Regions from separate parts of the Sus scrofa genome. Here regions 1 and 2 are each linked to region 3. The links are chromatin contacts, called in public Hi-C and promoter capture Hi-C maps. All regions are on one chromosome and are shown on one strand. Each heading gives the region's core, a stretch centred on a gene start, on an enhancer-like site or on the middle of the called end of the contact. The rest is flanking DNA. Distances are from core to core; before and after follow the strand shown.

The links. Promoter capture Hi-C pulls out the DNA fragments that hold promoters and counts their contacts. A called contact is a pair of places that touch in the nucleus more often than the background predicts.
Region 1: a contact with region 3 is called in a Hi-C map of embryonic fibroblasts, with 1.8 times the contacts expected there. The contact joins the promoter of GPRIN1 here to the promoter of SIMC1 in region 3. A contact is called at or near these places in 4 of 47 Hi-C or Micro-C datasets (embryonic fibroblasts, mesenteric adipose tissue, omental adipose tissue and 1 more).
Region 2: a contact with region 3 is called in a promoter capture Hi-C map of liver, with 2.5 times the contacts expected there. The contact joins the promoter of SFXN1 here to the promoter of SIMC1 in region 3. A contact is called at or near these places in 1 of 5 promoter capture datasets (liver) and 1 of 47 Hi-C or Micro-C datasets (liver).

Annotation. Positions count from the first base shown.
Region 1 is chr2:81,305,251-81,309,385 of Sscrofa11.1, reverse strand. GPRIN1 (G protein-regulated inducer of neurite outgrowth 1) reads right to left here and starts at 1,654. Exons shown (of 3, transcript XM_021084418.1): 1 at 1,044-1,654. LOC106509472 (a long non-coding RNA gene) reads left to right here. Exons shown (of 4, transcript XR_002341731.1): 3 at 46-212.
Region 2 is chr2:82,054,906-82,059,213 of Sscrofa11.1, reverse strand. SFXN1 (sideroflexin 1) reads left to right here and starts at 1,657. Exons shown (of 11, transcript NM_001098602.2): 1 at 1,657-1,708.
Region 3 is chr2:81,612,310-81,616,355 of Sscrofa11.1, reverse strand. SIMC1 (SUMO-interacting motif-containing protein 1) reads left to right here and starts at 2,654. Exons shown (of 10, transcript XM_005661476.3): 1 at 2,654-2,927. The coding sequence starts at 2,799.

The sequences.
Region 1 (4,135 bases), core at 405-2,904, 310 kb after region 3:
ATTTCAGTGTGCTGTCCCTCACCCTCTCATCCCCTTGCCTCCTAGAACCCTCAAAGCAGCAAAGCTTCCTGCCTGGGGCTAGAGGGGAGATGGAGTCTAGCAAAGGGCGACAGCCAGGCTTACATCCGGAAACAGCCCCCAGACCATGCATCCATCCATCCATCCACAGGAGGGCAAGAGTGGACATGCAGGAGCAGCGGGTGGACAGCAAGGTAAAAGTGTGTGATGGAGTGTGTGACACGCCTACTCCAGGGTCTGGGGGTACATGAGAGGGAGACCGTGATGAGCTGGTGTGAACAGGCACACACGCAGGCCAGAGGAGGGTGGCTACGAGTGTGTTGTGATCAGGGAGTATTGCTGAATTGAGTGTGCTGTGATAGGCAGTGGTTGGGGTGAGTGCGCAGCTATGCCTGGGTGTGTATGGCAAGGTGTACTGGGTGGGTGCACAGGTGGCCTTGTGTATGAGTCTGATGGAATGATCAAGGGCCATAGTGTGCGTAGACCCGTGGCTTCAAGCGTTGAGTGTGCGACTGTGTGTGACGGAGCCCCAGAGTGTGTGCCACACTAGGCGTGCGACGGCGAGTGTGCTCAGTGGTGCCAGTAGAACCACTCTAGCGCCGAGCTGGCTCCAGGGGGAAAAAATGAATCAATGCGGGCGGACCCCCTCCCCGCGGTGGCGGGAAGCGCCACCTCCCGCACCGCGGTGCCAAACAAAGCGGCAGGCGGCGGAGAGGCCAGGCATGGGGCGGGGGTCCTACACACGGGTCAGGCTGACCAGCAGGGCCCCTCGGGTCCTTGGCTGGGACTGCGGACCCGCCCCCGCCCCGCCCCAGTCAGGCGCCTGGAAATAGACACCCGCCACCCTGGCGGAGCGCATACATTCACCCGGGCGCCCAGATATATACCACCGCGCACCGTACCCGAGCCCCGCCACCCAGGCCGCTCGAGGACCCTGGACAGCGTCTCTGGGGCTGCCGCGAGCGGAAGAAGGGGGTCGACACTGTCAGCCTAGAAGGGGCAGCAGGTGCGGGCGCGGCACTTACCCGGCTGTGCCGCCGCTTCGTCTCCTCCGCGCGCTGCGCTCCAGCTCCCGCCACCGCCGCCGCCGCCGCCGCCGCCGCCCGAGCGGCCTCGGCTGCCTCCGGCCGGGCTGGCGGGCGGACTCCGTGCAGCCGTCCTCCGAGCTAGCTCCGCTCTCCCGCCCTGCGCCCCGCCCCGGGCATGCGCGCTGGCCAACTCGCGGCCTCAGAACCGGGAGGGGGCGGTGCCGGTGGGGAAGCAGAGGCCTGAAGGAGGGAGGGGTGCCCCTTACCCGCCGCTCCTCACCGTGGCACCTGGACTCCTGGGTTCCCCGCCCTCCTCGAACCGGTTCCCATTTCACAGACTGGAGACTGAGGGGCGGAGAGGCTGCCCATTTGCTGCGCGCCTGTTGAGGGCGGGGCGCGCTGCCTCTTAGATCTCACACAATCTAACCCCGCGAACGCCCTCCGTTTTTTCACCTAGCAAGAAATTGGGGCCCAGAGAGGGGAAGCCACTTGTCTGAGGATACTCGGCTCCTGGATAGGGACTCCCGTCTGCGCGATCTCGGAGCTCCCCCTGCGCGGAATTTCCCGCCTCCGCCTTGGCCGCACTTCCGGCCTTCGCCCCCCACCTCCGCCCCGCCCCCTCCCCTTTGTCTCGCCGCCACCCACGCTCCCTCGAGTGGAAGGACTTGAGTGGCTGGGGGAGAAGGAGGGAGTGCCTTCGCCTTCCCGTTACCGGCCTCTCTAGCTCGGGTGCCCGCCCACCCTCTAGTCTGTGCAAGCTGGGTTCTCCTCCCCCTGGGTGCCTTCCAGCAAGTCTCTCGGAGACTTAATTTACCCGTCTACAGGATGGGACTAACATTTGTCACCTCGTGGTGAGTGGTCTTGGAAGGATGACGGAGCCTGAGGTAGATGTTCAGGGGCTTCCACAGCTGAATCTGAGTTCCCAAGGACGTGAGGACTTGCTGCCCACCCTGCCTCGACGTTTCTTAACAGAGAAATAGTCTCCTCCCCTTTGACTCCCCAGAGGAGGAAAAATAAGTTTGTAATTGCCAAGAGGTGCTAAAACCCCCTCACTTGTATGTGAAACCACCGACTAAAAATGGTAACAACTAACGTTAATATATATCGGGGCAGTGTTTTATGGTAAAGCAGCAAGTCAAGGTAAGAACTAACGTTACTTTAGTTTTGTTTAAGGTTTCATCTAATTTCCATTTCCAGTTACTTATACGCAAGTTAATACTAATGTATTATATCTCCATTTTCAGATGAGAAAACTGAGATATTAATAATAGGTCAATTGTCTGTGCTTACACAGCTCGTTAGTAGTGGGGCTAACTCCTGAAACCTCATACTTCATACTTACTTTCTATCCCTCTCACTTACCTGGTGAACCATAAGTCATCGTGATCATTTAGACAATTTAAAAAATCTAGATAGGGAGTTTCTGTCGTGCGGCAGTGGAAACGAATCCGACTAGGAACCATGAGGTTTCGGGTTCAATCCCTGGCCTCGCTCAGTGGGTTAAGGATCCAGCGTTGCTGTGACTGTGATGTAGGCCAGCAGCTACAGCTCCAATTAGACCCCTAGCTGGGAACCTCCATATGCCGCGAGTGCGGCCCTAAAAAGAAAAAAAAAAAAAATCTAGGTGGCAAATAGGAAAAAAAAAAAAAAATCTATCAGACTGACGTCTTTAGCCAGTTTTCCAGGGAAGCAAAAACTGGAGTACCGAACCCATCTTCAGCACCACGGACAACACCCATGCAAGGGCTGCTTTCTAATATTTCTGGCCCTGCAAATTGCTCTTTCATTGCCCACGGGGGTACTTCGATTCATAGTTTACACAGCCTCTTTACAGTCATCATTTCATTTTAGTTTCCCTACAGTCCTTCAAGGTGGATGGTATTGGCTCAATGATGCAGATGAAGACATCAAGGGTTGAGCAGGTTCACAAGATATGAAAAGTGGCAAGGAGCTACCTGTGATCTAAAAAGCTACTCCCCCCCTGCCCCTGGGGCAGAAGGAGTGTGGTTGGGAGCGGGACTAGGGCATGAGTGAGAAGGCCGTATCAGTTGTCCAGGTGAGAGAAAAATGTTACCTGAACCATTGGGATGGAGAGGGAGGGTCAGATTTGGTACCTATTTAGGGGTAAAGTCAACAAATCTTGGTCATGCGGTGGGATGTGAGAGTGAAAGCAGAGAGGATTCTGCTGCTTCTCTGAGATTCTGCCTTGAGGAGCCAAATGGATGGAGGACAGATGCGGATGAGCCTGGGGAAAGAAGGGAACAGTGACACTGAGACATATGAATCCAAAACAGAGTCTGAAGTGGCCAAGACTGGAGACAGACCAGGGAGCTGGTGATGGAAGTTACAAGAAGGGTGCTAGTGCAAGAGGGGAAAGTATAGACCAAATAGGGTGAGACAAGGGCCCCAGGCCCACCTCGAGGAACCAGCTGGGAAAAGGAATGAGAAGAAGTGACCTGAGAAGCCAGAAGACACCCAGGAGAGTGTGATGTCTCAGAAGCCACCGGGAGAGAACGTTCTAGAAGGAGGTCATGGTCAAGTGCATCAGGAAGACGAGATCTAGCCTGAGAGATGGCCTCTGGACTTGAAAAAAAGACAAGGGAAATTTGATGAAAGCACAGTCAGTGGAGTGGTGGGGTGGGCAGGGATTGATGAGTGAATGGGAGTAAGCAAGTACAGAGGGCAAGGAGATGAGTCTTTTAAAAGTTCAGGCTTGGAGGAAGAAAAGAGATCTGATCATCTCTACAGGGGCATAGGAGGAGACTTGGAGGCATTTAAATCCTGATGGGAGGGGGCCAGTAAAGAGGGAAAGGGAGATGCCAAGAAAGGAGATCAAAATGGATGGGCCCAGATGCTCAGTGTGGAAGGATAGGATGGCATCCAGCACCCTGGGGGCAGCTCACAGACCTTGAAATGAAGATTGAGGGAATGTGGTTTATTTGGGAGGTGCAGGGACACCAGCAGGGGAGTGGGAAGGTGACCCAGGAGGGGAAGGCATCCAATAAGAGGTGGTTATCAAGCCAGCTACCACAGTGGGTGAGTGAGGCTTAATTCTGCAGGCAGTCTTGGGAAATGGGGTAAATGCACAT
Region 2 (4,308 bases), core at 408-2,907, 440 kb before region 3:
AAAGATGATAAATGGCCCCCAGAATGGATAATTCAATATTATGGACCTGCCACCTGGGCAGAGGATGGCTCTTGGGGATATCGCACCCCTATCTATATGCTGAACCGTATCATCAGACTACAGGCGGTTTTGGAACTTATAACAAATGACACTGCAAGGGCCTTGACTATATTGGCCCAACAACAAACTAAAATGCGCAGTGCAATCTACCAAAATCGCTTGGCCTTGGATTATTTACTTGCTTCTAAAGGAGGGGTTTGTGGAAAATTTAACTTAAGTAATTGCTGTCTACAAAGAGATGACACTGAAAAGGTGGTAGAAGAAATTGCTGATCGCATGACTAAACTAGCCCATGTACCTGTACAAACTTGGAAAGGATGGGATACAGACAGTGTCTTTGGTAAATGGTTCTCTTGGTTGGGAGAAATTAAGACAATGGTCGGAATAATTATGGTTATACTCGCAGGGTGCCTACTTGTTCCCTGCCTTGTACCTCTCCTGATAAATATTATAAAAGGTTTTTATAAAAAAACATGGTTGAAAGAAAAACAGCCTCCCACCTGCTACTTATTAGAGGCTACCAAAGGGTTATGACTGGTGATGATCTGTAAAGGGGTGCAGATGCACCCTGAACATCAAGAGGGGGGAATGAAATGGAGTTTTAACTAAAGAACAACCCCCCACCCCCACCCCTTGGCTAAGAAGGCAGCTGCAAGCCTTTCCAGCTGTGCTAATCCCTATGCCACCCTTCTTGTAATAATGTAACAACTGTGTGCTCTCTGTCCAAGCCAGCAGCCCTGCTAATCAGGTACCCAGTATTGCTTATCAGTTCTGCTCTGTAACCTTGCTTGCTCAGTTTCTTAGGGAGGAACACTGCTTGGGGATTGGGGAGGTCCGGGATGCTTACCTGGGAAAATCAAGACCTTGTAGTGTATAAAAGTTACTGAGAACAAAGACCTGGCGCTCAGACTCTGGAGGTGACTCCTCTGAGCCCGCACCGGTGCTGAATAAACCTTGCTTTTCCATATCTCCGAGTGCTGTTTGTCTCCTTCCGTTGCCACAGTTTTTGCGGTTTCCGCAACAATCTCTCCGCTGGTTAACCATGGTGGCAGCCTTCGTTCTGGCCTTTCTGCCTCAGCATCTCCTTCTCTACAGCCTATTCACACAGCAGTCAGCTTGATTTTTAAAGACACGAATCAGGTCGTGGCCCTTGTATTACCTAAAATCGCCTTGTAGCCCCAGTGGTGCCAAATTCCACACTTTGGGAAACAATGGTTTAAATGAGTGAGTGAGTGAGTGGATGCTGACTAGGAACAGAGAAATGGTCAAGTAAGAAGTCATCCCTAGGGAAAACCAAAATGGAAAACACGGCACTGGCCTCAGCAGAGACCTATACCACGGTGAGGATGAACTTGAGGTTCACGATGGAGCCAGAGGCTAAAGCACGGGCACTGGCCATCGCGCCTGAACCGGGAGGATACCGCGCGCAGGGCGCAGCGACCGGGAGGGCGAGTCCAGGGCCGCCTGCGCGCGTCCGCAGCCCGGCCCAGCCCGACCGCGTGGCTCCGCACGGGGACGCGCTCCGAGGGCGCGCTCCGGGCGGCGGCGGCGCGCGGGGCAGCCGTGGCGGGAGAAACGCTTCCGGTGGCGGAGGAGGCGGCGCCGAGCAGGTCCTGCAAGCGGCGCGAGTGGTGGCCCGCCGGGAGCGGTGAGTCGCGAGCGATCGGCCCGAATGCAGTGAGTGGGAGACGCGCCGGGAGCCTGGCAGAGGGACACGAGCTGGAGCGGGGGCGCGCGCCTGCGGAGTGGTTGCAGGGAGACCCCCGGGCTGAGAGGTCAGAAGCCCCCAAACCATAGCCGGGACTCCCCCGGCCAGGGGCGTCCCTGCACTTTGGGGACCCCTGCCATCCCGCTGCCTGAACTCCCCACCTCCAGCAGCCTGACCTACTCCGAGATCACCCTGAGCCCCCGCAGTGGAGTGGGTCACCCCTGATGGGAGGAGGCCCACCCATCCACTCCCGCAAGCGCCCTGCCACGCTGTCCCCACGGCCGCGTGACGAAACTCGCCGCGGGGGGACACCCAAGATGGCTGCCGCGGGGACAGGCCACGATGGGGACGGGCGCCAGCGATTGAGAAGTGGCCCAGTTGCACCGAACCCCTGCCCCTCAAGTTCCTAGCTTCCTGGCTTCTCTTCCTTGCGCAGAGCGGGGCTCCAGGGTCAGAGACCACCTGGCCCCTGCCCCAGAACTTGCAATATGGTAGGAAAGAAAGAGGCTGGTAATTGGAATAGTGGTCCTTCTGGGACCTTGCATTTTGTGCTGACCTCCTAAGCTTTCCCACATGTTACAGGTCGCTAACCTTCTCAGAATGACAGTAGCCGCAGTGTCTACTTAGTGTGGGCTGGTAATTCGGGTCTACCTACTTTACACTCATCCAGCCCCAGGAGGTACTTGGCTTTGCCTTCCTAATACAGATAAGGAAGCTGGGGCTCAGAGAGGTTGAGTAACCTGCCTTAAATCACACAGTTGGTCACCTATAATCTCAGCTTAAATATTACTTCCTCAAATATGCTCTCGCTTGGCTGCTTGTTTGAAATTGCTCCCTCATGCACACATTCTTTATTAGATTACTCCTGTGTTTTTTCTTTAAGAGCATTTGTCACCAGTTGAAATTAACTGTTGACTTGCTTCTTTGATTCTCTGTTTGTGATCATGGCCTCTGTTTTGCTTCTCTCACTGTTCCCTGCATCAGGTAGACCCTCACTGAGTGCCTGAATGAAAAAGCTTAGCACAAGTGACTTCAAAGCTAGGGCACTTAACCACTCCATGGGCCTTCTGAATTCCCCATGGCATTTTCTGGATACTTTTCTCAAAGTCGTAATCTCTATTCTCCCTCCTCTTCCAGATCTTGACTTGGGTGCCTCTAGCTTTGCTTGTCCTTTGCCCATCCCCAGTCTACTGAGCTGCTTCCATGTTCCAGGCATTGTAAAAGGTGCAAGGTGGGTAGACAGGTAGATAAGGAGGCTTTGCAGCTCTTAAGGTGCTGATCTTGCCATATACAAGCTGTAAGATGAGAGGGAAACCTGGGAGGATGAGTGGAAGCTCCACCATCAGGTTCTGGGACCTCAAGCAGGTTCTTTCTCCCCTCAGGACCACAGGTATCTGGCTTGTAAAAAATGATGGTGTTTGGGAGTTCCAGTCGTGGCTCAGTGGTTAACGAATCCGACCAGGAACCACGAGGTTGCGGGTTCAATCCCTGGTCTCGCTCAGTGGGTTAAGGATCTGGATGGCCATGCGCTGTGGTATAGGTCCAGACACAGCTCGGATCTGGCATTGCTGTGGCTGTGGTGTAGGCCGGTGGCTACAGCTCCGATTGGACCCCTAGCCTGGGAACCTCCATATGCCATGGGTGCAGCCTTAGAAAAGCCAAAAAAAAGAAAAAAAAGATGGTGTTTGGAGAGGAGGATCTACCAGTTTTCTCCCCAGCTCTAATATGTAATTGCTTTAAGTATGGATTCAGGGGTTAGATTGAGTGCAAGCATTTGATTTAAGTCCCATGGGCTTTCAGGAAAGGGCTATCTGTGGTTGCAGTTGTTCAAGGAGCTATAGAGCAAAAGGTAGAAATAATTCTGGATCGGTAAAATACTTAGAATGCTCCTAGTATTTCATAAAAGTTTGAATGAAATCCCACGTGGGTGGGTATGGAAAGGTGTTACCTGTGAAGGAGGGGGTGCTATTCCTTCCCCCTCCTCACTTCCTGCAGAGGAAGCTGAGGGGACAACTAGAGGAGCAGTGACCCTTGGAGCAGATCCATTATACAAATTCTTTGCTCTCTGATGCCTTAGAATCTGATGCCTTAGAAAAATGGCATCTGGACATTGTACAGCTATAAATGTAATAAGTTCATTGAGTAATAAAAAAAAAAAAAAGAAATATGGCATCCAGAGTTCCCTTCGTGGCTCAGTGATTAAAGAACCCAACTAGCATCCATGAGGATACAGGTTTGATCCCTGGGCTTGCTCAGTGGGTTAAGGATCTGACATTGTGGTGAGCTGTGGTGTAGGTCACAGACGTGGCTCAGATCCCACATTTCTGTGGCTATGGCGTAGGCCAGAAGCTGTAGCTCCAGTTCGGCCCCCTAGCCTGGGAACTTCCATATACCTCGGGTGTGGCCCTAAAAAAAAAAAAAGGCATCTATGGAATGATTGGCCAGTGGGGATCTGCCATACAGAATAGGGAACTCTACCCAATATTCTTTGATAATCTATGTGGGAAAAGAATCTGAAAAAAGAATGGATGTGTGTGTAT
Region 3 (4,046 bases), core at 1,405-3,904:
GGTTCTTTGGGAAGTCATTAAGGTTAGATTAGATTAGGGCATGAGGACAGAGCCCTCATGATAGGATTAGTGGCCTTACAAGAAGAGGAAGAGATCTCTCACCTCTCCCCTCTCCCCACATACGCCCACTGGGGAAAGGCCATTTGAAGATAAACTCAGAAGTCTGCAACTCCAGAAGAGTCTTCACCAGAAACTGAATTGGCCAGCACCTTAATCCTGGACTTCATAGCCTCTAGGAGTGTGAGAAAATAAACTTCTGTTTAAGTCACCAATCTACGGCATTTTGTTATGGCAGCCTGAGCACACTAAGACATAGAGTTATTAGGAAGCCACAGAAAGGGCTTTAATACATACTTTCTTCAAGATCACATTGACTGAGTGTGGAGGAAGGGATGAACAAGGACAAGAATAGATTCAGGAAGACTGGATAAGAGGCTAAGACAGTAGATTGGGCCAGAAGTGATCTCAGCTTGCCTAGAACCATAACAGTAGAGGCGGAAAATAGTAAGTGCAAGAAACACTTAGTGGGTAAGACAGACAGAATTTGTTGATGAAGAAAGGATAGAAACCAAGCATAAATCTCAGATTTCTTACTTGAGCAATTGCTGGCTGTTGGTATGACCAGCTACTGAGGTAGGGAACACAGAGGAGAAGTGGGCTTTATTTTTGGAGGGTGGGGTAGGGGAAGTTGAGTTTAGTTTTAGACATACTCAACTTGAGATGCCTATGAGATTCAGTAGACATTTGAAAAGTACATCTGGAGCTTTGAGGACTGGGCTGGGCTGGAGATAAACATGTGGGAGTCACCAGAATAAAAATTATCATTAAAGCATGGGAATGATTGAGATTGTGTAAGGAGTAGTACATGAAGGTCATGAAAACACCATGATTTAAAGGAGTGAGTTCCAGCCATAAAAAAGAACAAACTAATGCCATTTGCAGCAACATGGATGGAACTAGAGACTCTCATACTAAGTAAGTCAGAGAAAGACAAATACCATATGATTATCACGTACATCTGGAATCTAATATAAGGCACAAATGAACTTTTCCACAGAAAAGAAAATCATGGACTTGGAGAAAAGACTTGTGGTTGCCAAGTCTGCCAAATTCCTGACAAGGGGAGGAGGGAGCGGGATGGACTGGGAATTTGGGGTTAATAGATGCAAACTACTGCCTTTGGAATGGATAAGCAATGAGATCCTGCTGTATAGCCTGGAAACTATATCTAGTCACTTATGATGGAGCATGATAATGTGAGAAAGAAGAATGTATATATGTATGTGTGACTGGGTCACCTTGCTGTACAGTAGAAAATTGACAGAATACTGTAAACCATCTATAATGGGAAAAAAATCATTAAAAATAAATAAATAAATAAATAAAGGAGTTAGAGCAGCAAGTGTCAGCTGAGACTGAAAAGAAGTAGTAACAGAGGTAAAGAGTACCAGAAGCCTAGATAAGTTAAATAAGCTAAATGTTTAATCGCATTTGGTGAAGACAATGAATCTCTTCACCACAAAGATGGTTTCACACCATCAGAACATCCGAAACCAGTGGGCCACAGACCAGTGGTTTTCATTGCGTGGTCCTCAGAACAGCAGCATCCACATCACCTGGGCACTTGTTAGCAATGAAAACTGGGCAGCCTCACCTCATACCAACTGAGTCAGAATCCTGGGGTTGGGCGTGGCAATCTGTGTTTTAACAAGCCTCTGGGTGATTCTGATGCTTACTAAAGTCTGAGAATTGCTGCTCTAGGCAGTGCTAAAAGAGCACCTGATAACAATTGCTTAAGAAACCAATCCCCTTTGCATAAACACGTTTTCCTTTGGATCTCTTAATACGTTTCACCAAATTGCTAGAGCCTGAGCAGCAACATTCTGTGTCCACCCCACGTTTATTGTAACACAGATCCCATCTGGTCCTCTGACTACCTACCACTTCTCCCTCCACTGGGTATATCTTTTTTGCTCACTCCTAACATGTAATTATTTATGATGTTTGCTCCTTCATCGCTTCTCTCTGTGCATTTTTTCAATTTCTGATCCTGCTACCAACTGAACAAATCTCTAAATCTCACGGTTTAAATTTGTGAGCGACATAGATTGTTGGTGAAACCGCACTGGTACAACTTGGGGGAGTCATTTGGCATCATTTATTGAAACAACAGAAACATCGCCTTTGACCCAGTAATTAGACTTCCAAGAATTGATTCTACAGAGGTACCTGCACATGTGTACAAAGAAGTGAAGCCTCTCTCCCCACACTCGGCCAGAGGCCAGCTCAACCACTCTCAGTCGGTGGCAAGGCCACCCTTTACGCCGCCAGTCCGAGGCCAGGTCCTACCCGGAGGGCCTCTCTCCCGGGGTCTCAGTTCACACCTCACTTCCCACTTCAGTCAGCAGCTGGGGAAGTTCTCACAGCCTCACCGTTCCGCGCGACCGCCCCCAACACCGGGCCAAGCCGGCTGCGACTTGATTTTCTCTCTCTCTCTCCCTCTTTTTTTCTCCTGAGTAACGAAGGACGAGGGCCACCGCCAAGCCCCGTGACCGCGGCTCCGACCGAGCGGAAGGCTACCCGCAGCCAGGGGGAGGGGCTCCGACGGGGCGGGGCCTGGCCGACGGGGCGGGGCTCGGGGCGGGAAGGGGCGGGGCGCAGGGTGATGGCCCAGGTTGTCGCCGCCGCCGCCGCTGCCGCCGCCTCAGCCACAGGAACTGAAGTCGCCGCCGCTCCCTTAGCTGCCGCCTCCTGGGTCGCCGGCCGCCCGCGCGCTGGCTCGGCCGGGACCCGCAGCCATGGAGGACTTCATCGTGATCTCGGACGACAGCGGCTCCGAGAGCTCCGGGGGGAATCGCTCCGGCCGGGCACGGAGGCTCCGCCGGGCCCTGTCCCGGACCCCTGGCACGCTGCCCCGCCGTACCGTGGTGAGTGAGCGAGCCGCCTCTCGCCCAGCCCCGCCTGGGCTGGAGCGCCGCCCCTACTAGGGATACCCGCGGCCCGGCCTGCCGCCTCGGGCTGCCCCGCGGCCCGCCCCTGGGCGCCTCACAGCTGCAGCCGCTTCCCGCCTTGCCGCCTTCCCGGCGTGTCCCGCCCCGAGGAGCGCGTCGGGCCCGGGCCGGGGTAGCCAGGCCTCCCGCGCTCCGGGCTCAAGCCCGAGCAGGCTGAGGCTGGAGAGTGGGGGCCGAGCACATGGAAGAGGTCCTGGCGCGCCTGGTGGTGGGGGTGCTGGAGCCCACAGCGGGCGGAGGCCGGGCCGCAGGCTTCCCCGATCTTTGGCAGGACCGGTGGCTGGGGGTCCGTGGGGACGCGAGGTCCTGAACCTCGAGGCGGGGACGCGGGAGCGTGTAATTGTTTGGCTTGTGGTGGGTACAGATGTATGCAGGGGAGGTAACAGGAGCCCAGGCTCGGAGGGAGGGAAGCCAGGGCCTGGGCCAGATGGTGGCTGCGCTCCAGGGCCTGGCAGCGGAGTGAGGGGCCCGATTTTGGAGTTGTGCGGGGGGCGGGGGGGTGATTTATTTCGCTGAGCAAACATTCACCAAGCTCTAAAGGGAGGGAAACATCTCTCACGATTTCTTTTTCCTTCAGGCTCCTTAGTCTTTGTCCTTCCTGAGGTGGTGAATAAAACATCTATGTCCCTGCCTTTCTAGAATCCTCCACAGATATTTATTGAACCCCTACTTTGAGCCAGATGCCCTAGGAGCTCGGAATATGATGGAGAACACAGCATCCGTGGCTCCTGTCATAGAAGGTGATAATCAACAAGTGGCTATTGAGTACTCAAGGGATGGGAGACGGCGTTCTCTCAGGAGACTCAGCATCAGACTTCCAACAATCTTCCCAGCCGCCCAAAGCCACACCCCAGAAATAACAGAATTGTCACGCTGACGTCATTTGTAAAGGCCTTCCTTCATATGCAAATACACCGTCCATACTAATCTAGTTTCTGCTTCTCCAGTCCCCTTCCCACAGAGAGCCACTTCTGTGTCCCAGGTGTAGTTAGTGCTAAATCTAGGAGGTCACTGTAGAATGAATGGCATGCAGAA